Linked DNA regions of Danio rerio: region 1 is linked to region 2. Evidence: chromatin contacts called from public HiCAR-type data. All regions are on one chromosome and are shown on one strand. The core of a region is the stretch at or near the end of the contact, and the rest is flanking DNA. Distances in the headings are between cores, read along the strand shown. Region 1 overlaps tbck (TBC1 domain containing kinase). Region 2 overlaps gstcd (glutathione S-transferase, C-terminal domain containing).

The links. HiCAR-type assays count read pairs that join an accessible place to other places.
Region 1: a HiCAR-type map of caudal fin shows a contact between it and region 2, with 12 times the contacts expected there. The contact joins two enhancer-like sites. A contact is called at or near these places in 4 of 18 Hi-C or Micro-C datasets (caudal fin, embryo, skeletal muscle and 1 more) and 1 of 4 datasets of contacts at active chromatin or transcription factors (caudal fin).

Annotation. Positions count from the first base shown.
Region 1 is chr1:53,573,187-53,579,349 of GRCz12tu, reverse strand. It overlaps tbck (TBC1 domain containing kinase), which reads left to right. Exons shown (of 25, transcript NM_001080637.2): 15 at 867-929; 16 at 1,192-1,318; 17 at 4,796-4,846; 18 at 4,940-5,023; 19 at 5,495-5,580. Among named protein-coding and RNA genes, the nearest start is that of tbck, 32 kb to the left of the region's middle. Within about 2 kb of position 1,344, at least 1 of the 62 cell types and tissues checked has an H3K27ac peak or open chromatin away from gene starts, as enhancers often do. A contact at or near this core is called in caudal fin, where this site is marked.
Region 2 is chr1:53,270,958-53,277,177 of GRCz12tu, reverse strand. gstcd (glutathione S-transferase, C-terminal domain containing) reads right to left here. Exons shown (of 12, transcript NM_001024462.1): 2 at 6,204-6,220; 3 at 1,745-2,164. Among named protein-coding and RNA genes, the nearest start is that of gstcd, 7.7 kb to the right of the region's middle. Within about 2 kb of position 3,912, at least 2 of the 62 cell types and tissues checked have an H3K27ac peak or open chromatin away from gene starts, as enhancers often do. A contact at or near this core is called in caudal fin, where this site is marked.

The sequences.
Region 1 (6,163 bases), core at 95-2,594, 300 kb before region 2:
TAAAGGGACTTAGCCAAAAAGGATAGGAATGAATTTTCACTTCTGGCGACACATTTACAGCACTGACATACATTAAAGAATTAAACAAAGAATAGACTTTGGTCTATTGGTGCACACAATTGCACGCAAAGTTTCTGTATTTATAACCACCTCAGAGGATATTGGGGGTCGCGAGTCACTAGCATTGTTATTTTGGGGGTCGTGGGCTGAAAAGTTTGGGAACCCCTGCTGTAGGGGAGTGAATCATGCATAACATGTAATGGTAACACTTTAATTTGATGGTCCATATGAGTATTAGTAGACTGTCTGTTGATACTGCTGTTAAACAGACGTAAATAACTTTGTAAGTACATGTCAACTTACACTAACCCAACCTTAACAGTCTACTTGTAATCTAATGAGAATTAGTTGGCTTGTAGATGCAATGTTACTTAAATTCAACAAACTGACCAAAATAAAGTCAAAATAAAAGATCAAAATAAAGCATGACCAATGTCATAACCAAACTACAAGCTTAGATAAATGCACTAATGCAAATATAAAAGTGAAATAAACTATGCGTTCATTATGATTTGGTACAGGTAAGTGTAAAAATTGCACTGCAAAGTCAGCTCAAAATGGCAAATCTTTGAGATGTGGCTATTGCATATGCACACATTGCAATATGGATGCCGAAATTATATATTTTGCCGCCTTTCCTTATACCTTAACCCACGCTTAACCCACCCATACCACCAAACCAATCTCTAACCTTACCTGTATCCCTCCTTAGTAGCACCATAAATGTTGTGTATTCAAACATGAACACAATAAGTAGTTAAAGCCACTTGATACAACTTAATTTCAACTTTAATATGCACCCACAGGGCGACATCCAATCAAAATACGACTCCATCGATAAGGACACGCCCATCCCCACTGACAGACAGGTGAGAAGTGAACTGTGAATCTCTTCTAGGTGCTTATTTAATAGTCCTCTGATTGAGTTGATGTGAAACTCTGAATCTTTCATGAGCCTGTTGAATAATTCAGTTTGTTTGTCTTGGGCTTGTTAAGATTTGACTGTCCTCTGCCGAATATTTCAAAAAGCTCTGAAGCAAACGTGTCGCTCCTTCTGATCCGAGTTCACTCAGGGCTGCTGGTTGAGTTTTTAATGGTTAATTCAGCCTATGTTATGGTGTTTTCACACAGATTGAAGTGGATATTCCTCGCTGTCACCAATATGATGAGCTGCTGTCGTCGCCGCAGGGCCATGTCAAGTTTCGGCGGGTGCTGAAGGCTTGGGTTGTGTCTCATCCCGATCTGGTTTACTGGCAAGGTGATGGAGTGGTCGTGTTTTTTTTGCTAGCTTTTTTCTCTTCCTGCCACTAGATGGCATCAAAGACTCACAGTGCTTTACTGATTAAACAGGGGAATAAAGAATTGCAGATGAACCAGTATACACAACACAAATTAATTACATTTTACTCATACTAATTAAGCATACTAATCATGTAAATTAATATTTATTTTCAGCAGTCGAGATTTCTTTAGGATTATTTTGTATTAAAGTCAAGAAATCACCAAAAATTTTTAGATCACAGATGCCCAAATTAAGCATCTAAAATTACTACTAAATGACTCTTTAGTAATTTAGTGTAACGTTTTGTTTTGTTTTGTAGATGAATCTGATTTTTGTGTGTGTAAATACTGTCACTCGACAGATATAGGACAATGCACTAGTATTAGATCACAAAGAAATGTCAGTTTCTCCAGGTATTTGGACAGCAAGTCAGCTTTAGTGAGTTTCCAATACCCAAACCTGTTAACCAGTATTCAACTGAATAACAGTCTACTATCAATATAGGTGTTGACGGTGGAAGGAAGCCAGATAAGAGCAGAAGCAGGAGACAAAGTGATGATAATTAAAGAGCAGGGTTTATTGAATAATCGTAGTTGCATATGTTTCAGTGCACGCTCATACTTTGTCTGAACAGCACAAACATAACAAATGTTATTATGCATCAGACCACAAGACTCTGAATTAGAGGCATACCCTCATATCATTGGAGAGGAACATTTCATGAAACACCATTAAAATGAGACTAAACAATGGAAAAAGCACTAAAAGCAAAGTAAGTAATAAGAAATATATAAGATAAAGAAATCAAGTTAGTACATGATTAATATAATAAATGATAAACATAAAGGAATTAAAAATATGAATCTAATTTTAACTAAGATTTATAATTGATTATATAACCATGACTGAAATTATCAATGTAAAACAAATAATAGGAAAACAAAATATAATAAAATATAAAAGTGATTCAATTTTAAGTACACACAGGTTATAACAAATCACAGATTCTGCACTTGGCATGGGCCGGTAAAGTATTCTGACGGTATGATAACCTTAAACAAAAATATCACAATTTTAGAGTATCGTGATTACTGCTCTAAAATATATATATTTTTAAATGTCTGGATAAAAAAAAAACACTTTTCCCCCATTGAACACAATATATTTTATCTTAAGAAACATTTTAAATATTTTAGGGCAGTAAACATGTCAGGCTAAATAATGAAAATAATTATGATTTAAAGCAATGTTATGTAGTTATTTTTAAATATTAGGAAACAAATTAAGAAATTATTCATGGAATACATTTATATTTAATGTATTACAATTTGGTATTTGTACCTTCAGCCCACAGCCTTCAGTCTGTTTACTTTTATTTACTTTCTTGAATAAATAAATATGTACATCTTATTTTAACTATATAAAAATAATAAATAAATAAATTCATAAATAAATAAATATGTACATAAATAAGTTTATAAATAAATAAATACATACGTACATAAATAAATAAATAAATGCGTACATAAATAAGGAAATAAACATGTACATAAGAAAACAAATCTGTACATACTACATAGATAAATAAACATGTACATAAATAAGTAAATATGTACATAGGTAAATAATTACGTACATAAATAAATATGTACATAAATAAATATGTACATAAATAAATAAATAAATACGTACATAAATAAATATGTGCATAAATAAATAATAAATAGTCATTCAAATGAATGAAAGTCATTCATTTTCCTTCGGCTTAGTCCCTTATTTATTATGGATCGCCACAGCAGAACGAACAGCAGAATTATTCCAGCATATGTTTTACGCAGCGGATACCTGTCCAGTAACCCAGTACTGGAAAACACCCTTACACACTCACATACACACACACACACACACACTCATACACTTCGGTCAATTTAGTCCATCCAATTCACTTATACCACATGTCTTTGGACTGTGGGGGAAACCGGAGCACTCGAAGAAAACCCACGTCAACACGGGAAGATCATGCAAACTCCTCACAGAAATACTAACTGACCCCAGTTTTTATCTAAAAAGTGATTTCTTTAAGAAATGTTTTTGATGGTGCTGATTATTATTAAGCTAAATCACCCCCCACCCTCAATTATAATTAATATTGCAAGCCATTGTCTGTGCTGCTTCTAATTATATTCTCATTATTATAATTACAGCCAATTATTCTGATAAACACAAATCAAAGGAATGTGCCATAACCAAATTAATGGCAATAATTTCAGCTATATTACCGTTTAAGTAGCATTTTTTTAAATGCCAAAAATAGTTTTATTTTCATTATGCTATTTATACTAATTGCATAATAAACCTCGCACCCATCCCGTCCAATCAGATAGACCTCATTGTAATGGTATGTCATTGTTCTCAGTGGTGATTCTATTACATTATCATAACTATAATTGTAGTCAATTATGCTGATTTACCTGTGATGTTAGTATTCTATCTATCTGTCTGTCTGTCTGTCTGTCTGTCTGTCTGTCTGTCCGTTTGTCCGTCCGTCCGTCCATCTATCCATCCATCTATCCATTCATCTGTCTGTATTTCTAAAATTCTATCCATCCATCCATCCATCCATCCATCCATCCATCCATCCATCCATCCATCCATCCATCCATCCATCCATCCATCCATCCATCCATCCATCCATCCATCCATCCATCCATCCATCCATCATGTACATAAATAAATAGATAAATAAATAAATATGTACATGAATAAATACATTAAAATGTATTTAAATAAATACATAAATAAATAAATAGATAAGTACATAAATAACTAAATAAATAAATATGTACATAAATAAATAAATAAACAAATATGTCCATAAATAAATATGTACATAAATAAATTAACAAATAAGTAAATATGTACATAAATAAATAAATATGTATATAAATAAATTATTTAATAAATACATATGCACATAAATAAATACATAAATTAATAAATACATACACAACTAAATAAATAAATAGGTACATAACTAACTAAATAAATACATACATAAATAAATAAATTAATTAATTAATTAATTAAGACGTACATAAATAATTGAATAAATAAATAAGTACAAAAATAAACACATGTATAAATAAATATGTAAATAAATAAATAAATAAAAATAAATAAATATGTGTATACATAAATAAATACGTCTATAAAAAATACGTCTATAAATAAAAAAAATATTTACATACATACATAAATAAATAAATAAATAAATAAATAAAAAGAAAAGACAACCTAATGCTCAGTTTGTATATTCATTTATTATTATTTTATTTTTTTTCATTTTTAGTATGCATTATCACCTGGGCAATGTGTGAATATCTTGACAGGTTTAATGAGATTTCCCTTGTGTGCGTGTGTTGATGATTCTCTTATTTGATGTTTTTGCTTCAGGCTTGGATTCACTTTGTGCACCTTTCCTTTATTTAAATTTCAACAATGAAGGTAAGACTTCTGGCCCCCAAAAAAGCCACACATTCTTCCTGATATTATTGCCTCAAGCTGAACTGACTCAGTCTTATTGTATTTTCCTCTCAGCTCTTGCGTACGCATGCATGTCGGCCTTCATCCCCAAATATCTGTACAATTTCTTCCTGAAGGACAACTCGCATGTAATACAAGGTAAGGTTATCTTTCCATCTCGCCATGAAGAATATAACAAACAGCACTGGATTGAGAGTATGCAGTTTTAAGTGCTGGCAAAAATAAAATACAAAACAAAGTGGATTAAACATAAAGCAATTAAGTTGACCTGAAATAAACCCTCAAGATTTGTGTTGTTTCAGTTCATTGTAATTGAGTAGTTTGAACATCGACAAACATATATATTTTTTTGAGTGCATGTTAAATTGTGTTGCAGCTGTTTTTTTAAAACTCCCCCAAAAAAGTTAGTCATAAACACTTACAGGATTTCTGTAGCTTGACATTTGGTTCATGTTTGTTGTTGAGTTCTGCTAGCTCAGCTGTCGGCACTCCAGCAGCAGGAGTGCTTTGTTTTTTTGCTTTCTGACTGAGCTTTGAGCAAAGTGTTTGTCCCGCCGTGGGAATAACGTGGCCAAAGTCTACAAATGCTCTTATTTTTCCCTCCTGCAGAATATCTGACCGTCTTCTCTCAGATGATTGCGTTTCACGACCCCGAGCTCAGCAACCACCTCAACGAGATTGGATTCATACCTGATGTAAGTCCTGCCTGGAGATAAATATTTCAAAAACACATAATCAAAATCAGATCAGAACTGAGCCGTGTTCTGTGAAATCAGTAAATCAACTATACAGTAGGAAAAGAAACGCTTGATAATGTTTGTTTGATAATATTATATAATAATGATCATGTTATTGTTTATATTTATTGTTGGTATAATGGTATTAACTATATTCTGTACAAATATATTACTATAAAGAAGTTCATTCATTTGCCTTCGGCTTAGTCCCTTTACTTATCAGGGTTCACCACAGTGGAATGAACCGCCAACTATTCCACCATATGTTTTACAAAACCCACTACTGGGAAACATCCATACACTCTCACATGCACACCAATTTAGTTTATTCAATTCTTTTATATCGCATATCTTTGGACTTGTGGAAGAAACCGGAGCACCCGGAGGAATTCCACGCCAACATGGGGAGAACATGCAAACTCCACACAGAAATGCCAACTTCTTGCTGTGGGGTGCTAAACAATGAGCCATTGTTAGGAAGTTCCTTATTAAGAATTTATTAAGAAGTTATTTATTATGGAACTATTGCTAATTGAATTAA
Region 2 (6,220 bases), core at 2,663-5,162:
GCTCTTCATGTGAACGAGTGCAGGAGGACATCGCAGTGCAATGAATCTGATTCACAATCCCAAACAACACCGATCCATTTCAATTGAAACTGAAACCACAGGCCTTACTTAAAAGGATCGTTCGCTATAGCTACTATCACTTAATCAGCCTTTAATTGTTACAATCCTTCATGACCTTTTCTGGTGAAAACAAAAGGAAGATGTTTTGAAGAATGCTGGAAACCTGTGAACATTGACTTCTTTAGTATTTCCTACTATAGGAGTCAATGGTTACAGATTTTCAGCATTCTTCAAAACATCTTATTTTGTGTTGAACAGAATTAAGAAACACAAAGTATTCACGATATATTGTTTCAGCATCAATATTGTAATGTCTTACAGTCACATTACAGGACATAATTTTAGATAATAATAATTAAATAATAATAACATTTAATCATGAAATAAAATAAGAAAAACACAATAAATGAAAAAGGTAAAACATGATAAAAACAGCAGTCATTGAAAAACTAAATGAAATAAAATTATATTTTGCAAAAAAAATTTTTTTTCAGAATTCATTGAATTTTCATAATGACATCAGTCAAACAAGCTATATATATAATATTATAATTATTATATACAATATATATATATATATATATATATATATATATATATATATATATATATATATATATATATAATTTGTTTTAAATAAATATAAAATGTGTCTATCCTTCTTAATCTGCCAAAACATGGAGACTACACAAGCTTAACTGTATATTATCTTTAACATGAAGATTGGTCCCAATTCGTCCACATTTTTACTTCAAGTTGCATTAAATGTTTGTAAGTTCAGTGTCTGTTCAAACCATTATTTTACTTAAACATTTTCTTTATAAAATTTAATTTAATACAAGAGTTTAAAGGTAATGCGAGGTGTATAAACAAACTTTTCTTTTGAAACAGAGCAATTTAAATCATCTGATAAAATTGTGTGTGTGTATGTATATATAAATTCATACACATACATAAAAAGTCACAGGGGGAAAATGTATAAATAACATTTCATTTCATAAATAATGTTATTGATATTTTTTTTAAAAACTGACCGAGTTAATTTTGCTTGGATTTTTTGACACTGTGTGTGTGTGTATATACTGATGTGTTCTGAAAAAGGTTATATTTATACTTTACTATTATTGCATTTCAGTTTTTCAATGACTGCTGTTAATTTCATCTAGTTTTACTTTTCATTAATTGTTTTTCCTTTATTTTATTTCAGTTATCTAAAATAATGTCCTGTTATGCGACTATGCACACATTATGATGTACAGCAGATGCTGAAACAATACATTGTGCAGTCATATTTTGTTTCTTTATTCTGATCAGACACAAAATAAGATATTTTGAAGAAAGTACAATGGAAGTCAATAGTTACAGATTTCCAGGATTCTTATATGTAAGAAAAAAACAATTACTGCAATGTCAGATTTTTTCTTAATATCGTGCAGCAATGTCATGAAGGCTTGGAAACAGGGTGAGTTTTTGAAGGGTGAACTATCCCTTTAAAGCAGAATCACCTTGAAGTCAGAGAAGTCAAAAAGGCATAAGAGGCTTCTATATTTGACAGAACCTAAAAGAAACCTAAAAAAAGGTCTCCTCTACTGCTAAAACAACTGAGCAACGGGCTATTTCTCAGTGGGCAATAGTGATTTATACATAATGAGATGAAAACTGCTTTCGATTTGTTTGTTTTTACCAGGTATTGATGGATGCAGGGCAGCAGGACGACATCGGTCAGAGTGAAATACAGGCCCTCAGCAAACACATGCTCCAGCTCTGGCAGATCAGTGCTCTTGACTTTCCTGATGTCCGAGTGCTCTCTGCTGGATGGAGGACAAACTGCATCTGTAGAAAGCCTGGCCAGAGCAGCGCTGAGCTCAACATTTGGATGGGGTTCCTTTTCGGCATCTTTTACTTGAGAATCGCTCTTCTTCTGCTGTTGTAGCTTCTGCCGACGTATCTTGTCATCGTTGTGAACTTTGACAGGCTCCCCTAACCTCTTTTCCAAGTTTATAATTGCAGGAGGAAGTCGATTCGTCTCATCTTCAGGGTTTTGTAAATGTTTTTCTACTGCAGAGGGAATTTCCAGCTCACAAAGTCTGGTCCACTGACTAACCTGAGGAATACAATAGTTTAGCATAGTTGGTAAATGTAAAAAAAAAAAAAAAAAAAAAAAAAAAGTGATTCATGAAGTAACTGAGGGGTTGGATAAGCTTTTGTTTTTATTCAAGCCTTTAAACATTGAACCTTTTGATCAGTATTGAATTTTTTTATTTTTATTATTATTATTTACGTGTTGAGGTCTAATAAGTGAACAAGACAAACTTGTATTACTTTATTAAAGTGATAGTTCATCCAAAGCTGCACAAAATAAATAAATAAATAAAAATCATTATTTACTTTCCTTTGGCTTGTTCCAAACCTTTTAGACTTTCTTCTGTTTAATACAAAAGAAGATGTTTTGAAGAATGCTGAAAATCTGTAGCCATCAACTTCCATTGTAGGAAGAAAAATAGTAGGGAAGTCAATGGTTACAGGTTTTCAGCTTTCATTAAGATATCTTCTTCATAAAGGTTTGGAATAGGCATGGGATATTAACCGGATTTAAGGTTTAACACAGTTTGGAAAATTCAAGGTTTTAATACTGCAATGTTGTGTTATACCGATCTCAAGGTGTATGCAAGGTTTTTTTTATGTGTTTGTATGTGTTGTAAAGGAATCAGTGTTTTTGAGACTAAAGAAGAGGAAAGCAGAAATCAATGATTTATTTATTTAGCCTGACATGTTTACTGCTACAAAATATTATAAATGTTTCTTAAAATAAAATAAATTGGGTTTATTTGATTTTTTTTTGCTTGTTTGTTTGTTTGTTTTACCCAGACATTTAAAATAACTTATTTTAGAGCAGTAATGACAATACTGTGATACCGTGAAACCGTGGTATTTTTTTCCAAGGTGATCAAACTGTCAGAAACTTACACCGCCTAGTTTGGAACAAGTAAAAGTTGAGTAAATAATATATATAGCGAGTAGAGTTTTGGCTGAACTATCATTTGAAACTTTATTAGACTTTTGGCCAGTATTAAAAAGCTGAAATCTTTTTTTGTTTTGTCATTTACTTGCTGTTTTTTAGTGAATAATAAATAGCAGATATAACAAACCTATATTAGTTAATTAACAAACGGAAATTAAAACATACTAAAACAGATTAAATGTGTGCTATTATCAATTGTTGTCTTTTAAAATTAGTGATGGACAGTTAACATTAACTTTAAGGCAAGCAAAAATTCAATACAAAACAATACTGAAACTTGTATTTCACTGCTATATTTTATATATTTTTGTAGTAATGTAGGTTTAAGTCGTTATATTAGGAGCCTTTTTTATTTGTTGCAGTTTTTAAGTTGTACAAGTTCTTTTGACAGTTCTAACACTACAAGTTAAATTTATGGATATTTCATAGATTCCATCAATAACCACACAGCTCTGCAGTAAACTGTAGTCCATATTGGTTTATATTCATCTTCCTAATATCCGATTTTTTCATATCCGAATGTTTGCATATCTGAAGCTGTTGTTGCAGGCTGACTGACAAATGACAAAAGCTTCCTGAAAATGTTTTACTTTAGAAAAATGTACTTGCTTTAAAACCATAAATTTTAAAAGTGACTGAAAATGGTGTCTTGAGACATCACACCTGTCCCAAAAACAGCTCAAGGCTCTAAATTCAGCCAAAAAAAAAGAGAAAAAAAAAGAATCAGTGGTGCAACTCGAGCTTGTTTTTGCTCTGTTATGCCTTATAGCTACTATCTGAAAGCACAGAGCTCAATCATCAACATTTAAATATGCGACTGTCTGACACAGAACTCCAGAATTTAAGAGGCTGCACCTGTCAAAACATGTCAACGTGTTTGTCACCCTTTGGGTATGCGATTAGTTCACGCTTGTGGTGATGCGGCAGGACCTAAACCCTTTAACTGTCAATGTCTCACCTGCATGACATCTGCGTTTACATTATTTAAACAATAATATAGACTGGACAAAGCAACCATGACAAATTATATTTCATTTGAAAGCTTAAAAGTTATAATATTTTAATAGTAGTAAAAATAACAACAAAAAAACAAAAGTTTTGTCGCCTATCCAAGTTTTACAAACAACAAATAACAACTTGACTTCTAGTTCTCATTTGGTATCGAAAGTGGCTTATATGAAAGGCAAAGGCCTCTATAGATTATGCTTATTTGACCAAAATAAAATATGATCATGCCTTCATTTTTAATCATTTCATTAGGACAGTAAGGTCTGACTTTGCTTAGACCAGGAGTGTTAAACAGACGGCAAACTAATTTAATGCGCCCCATGAGATTATTCTGTGAGCTGCAATTTTTCAATAAAATAAACTGCTGTTCCAAATGTGTCCACTGGATGGCAAACTGTTAATCTTATCCGATCCAGAAGCCTGAATCAGCGTCAGTTTGACAGCCATCTCAGAGCGAAAGACCTCTTAAACCCTGTCATACCACACCAGTGCTTCCCACAAATAGACTTTACTTGGGCCGGCAGCCCAGGTATATTTGGTGATGACTACGCCCGACCCGGAATCTGCGCGCGCAGAATTCCGCAGATTTTTAGCCCATCATTATTTCTGTTTTATTTACTTAAGTAAATGTGTGTTAATCTATATTTATTCAGTTTTTTTTTTTTTTAATATAAATTTCAGTAATATTATTGACTATTGTGAAAATGTTCATCTGATTTATGTACAATGCAGATTGTAAAGAAATATTTTCTGTCTTTTACTGGAGATATTAAATGACAAACTTGCTTTATTTACCAAATCAAGTGAGTCTAATTGGATTTGCATTTTAAACATTAAATAAAAGTAAAAAAAGATATTATTTTTTATTTCATATATTAAGGTTTAAGTTATGATACTCCCAAAATAATTCCGCAGAAATCCGCACATTTTTAACAAAATTTCCAGCAGAAATAGCAAAAACCGTCCGCAGACTCCATCTGGCCCTAGGGATGACGCATGAATGATACTATTATTATATTCCTTTCACACTTTTTTTTGTATCCGTCCAAGAAAACTAAACATTAGCAATCGATAAACCAGTGAAAAATCTTCTCTCCCTCTGTACGTTTCCTACTGGTTCTGTGTGTTTGTGAGCTGTCACTCACACAGAAACTCTCACGTGCTCTGCAGACCCACAGAGACACGCCTTTTCCGCCAAAATGCATCCGACCGTAGTTTCTGAATCTCCTAAAATGTCCAGGATTAAGGTTTTACTTTCGCTTTCTAAAGTTGCCGTTATTTGTATGCGTTTTTGCATTACCATTTTGCAGCCGCGAGAGAAACATTAAATGATTAATCATTTAATAAACGACTCAGAATATTTAATATATAAAATATTTCTACACTATTAGAAATGGCTAATCAACTAATTTGCTTTATTTTAAAAAATCTACACTTTTCATTCTAGTACATAATTGTTAGCAATATTGTCTATTTTTATTCATTTTTTATTTTTATTTTATATTTATTTCTTATTTGCTGTATATTTTATTAATTTTATGATGTTAATATATTATATGGTTCATACATTTCTAAAATGCTTTGACAATACTGTAAATGTCATTCCAATATAGCAACTTGAGAGAGAGAGAGAGAGAGAGAGAGAGAGAGAGAGAAAGTTGTTATTTAAAAGTTGTTATTATTATTATTATAAAGTTATTGTTTGTTGCTCTTACAACTGGGATCAATGACAAGACTTTTGTCAGGTAGTGTATATATAATAGTGTACATATAATATACAATAATTATATTATTATCATAACATAATAATAATAATAATAATAATAATAATAATAATAATAATAATAATAATAATAAGAGCAAAAGTCATTTGTTAATTTGCAACAATTTCAGACCATTACTATGACAATAATTTTTAAGTATATTGTTGTTTATTATTTACATTATTATCATTATTAATGTTATTAAAATATATTATTAACAAGCTTTTTATATAAAATCTACGCACTTTCCAAAACCTTAAAACACTATATTAACAAATTCAAGCATTTTCTAAGCATTTCCAGCACCTGTACAAACACTACAGTTAATGGGTTAAACAAGGCCCTCTCACCTCAGCACAAGCCTTGA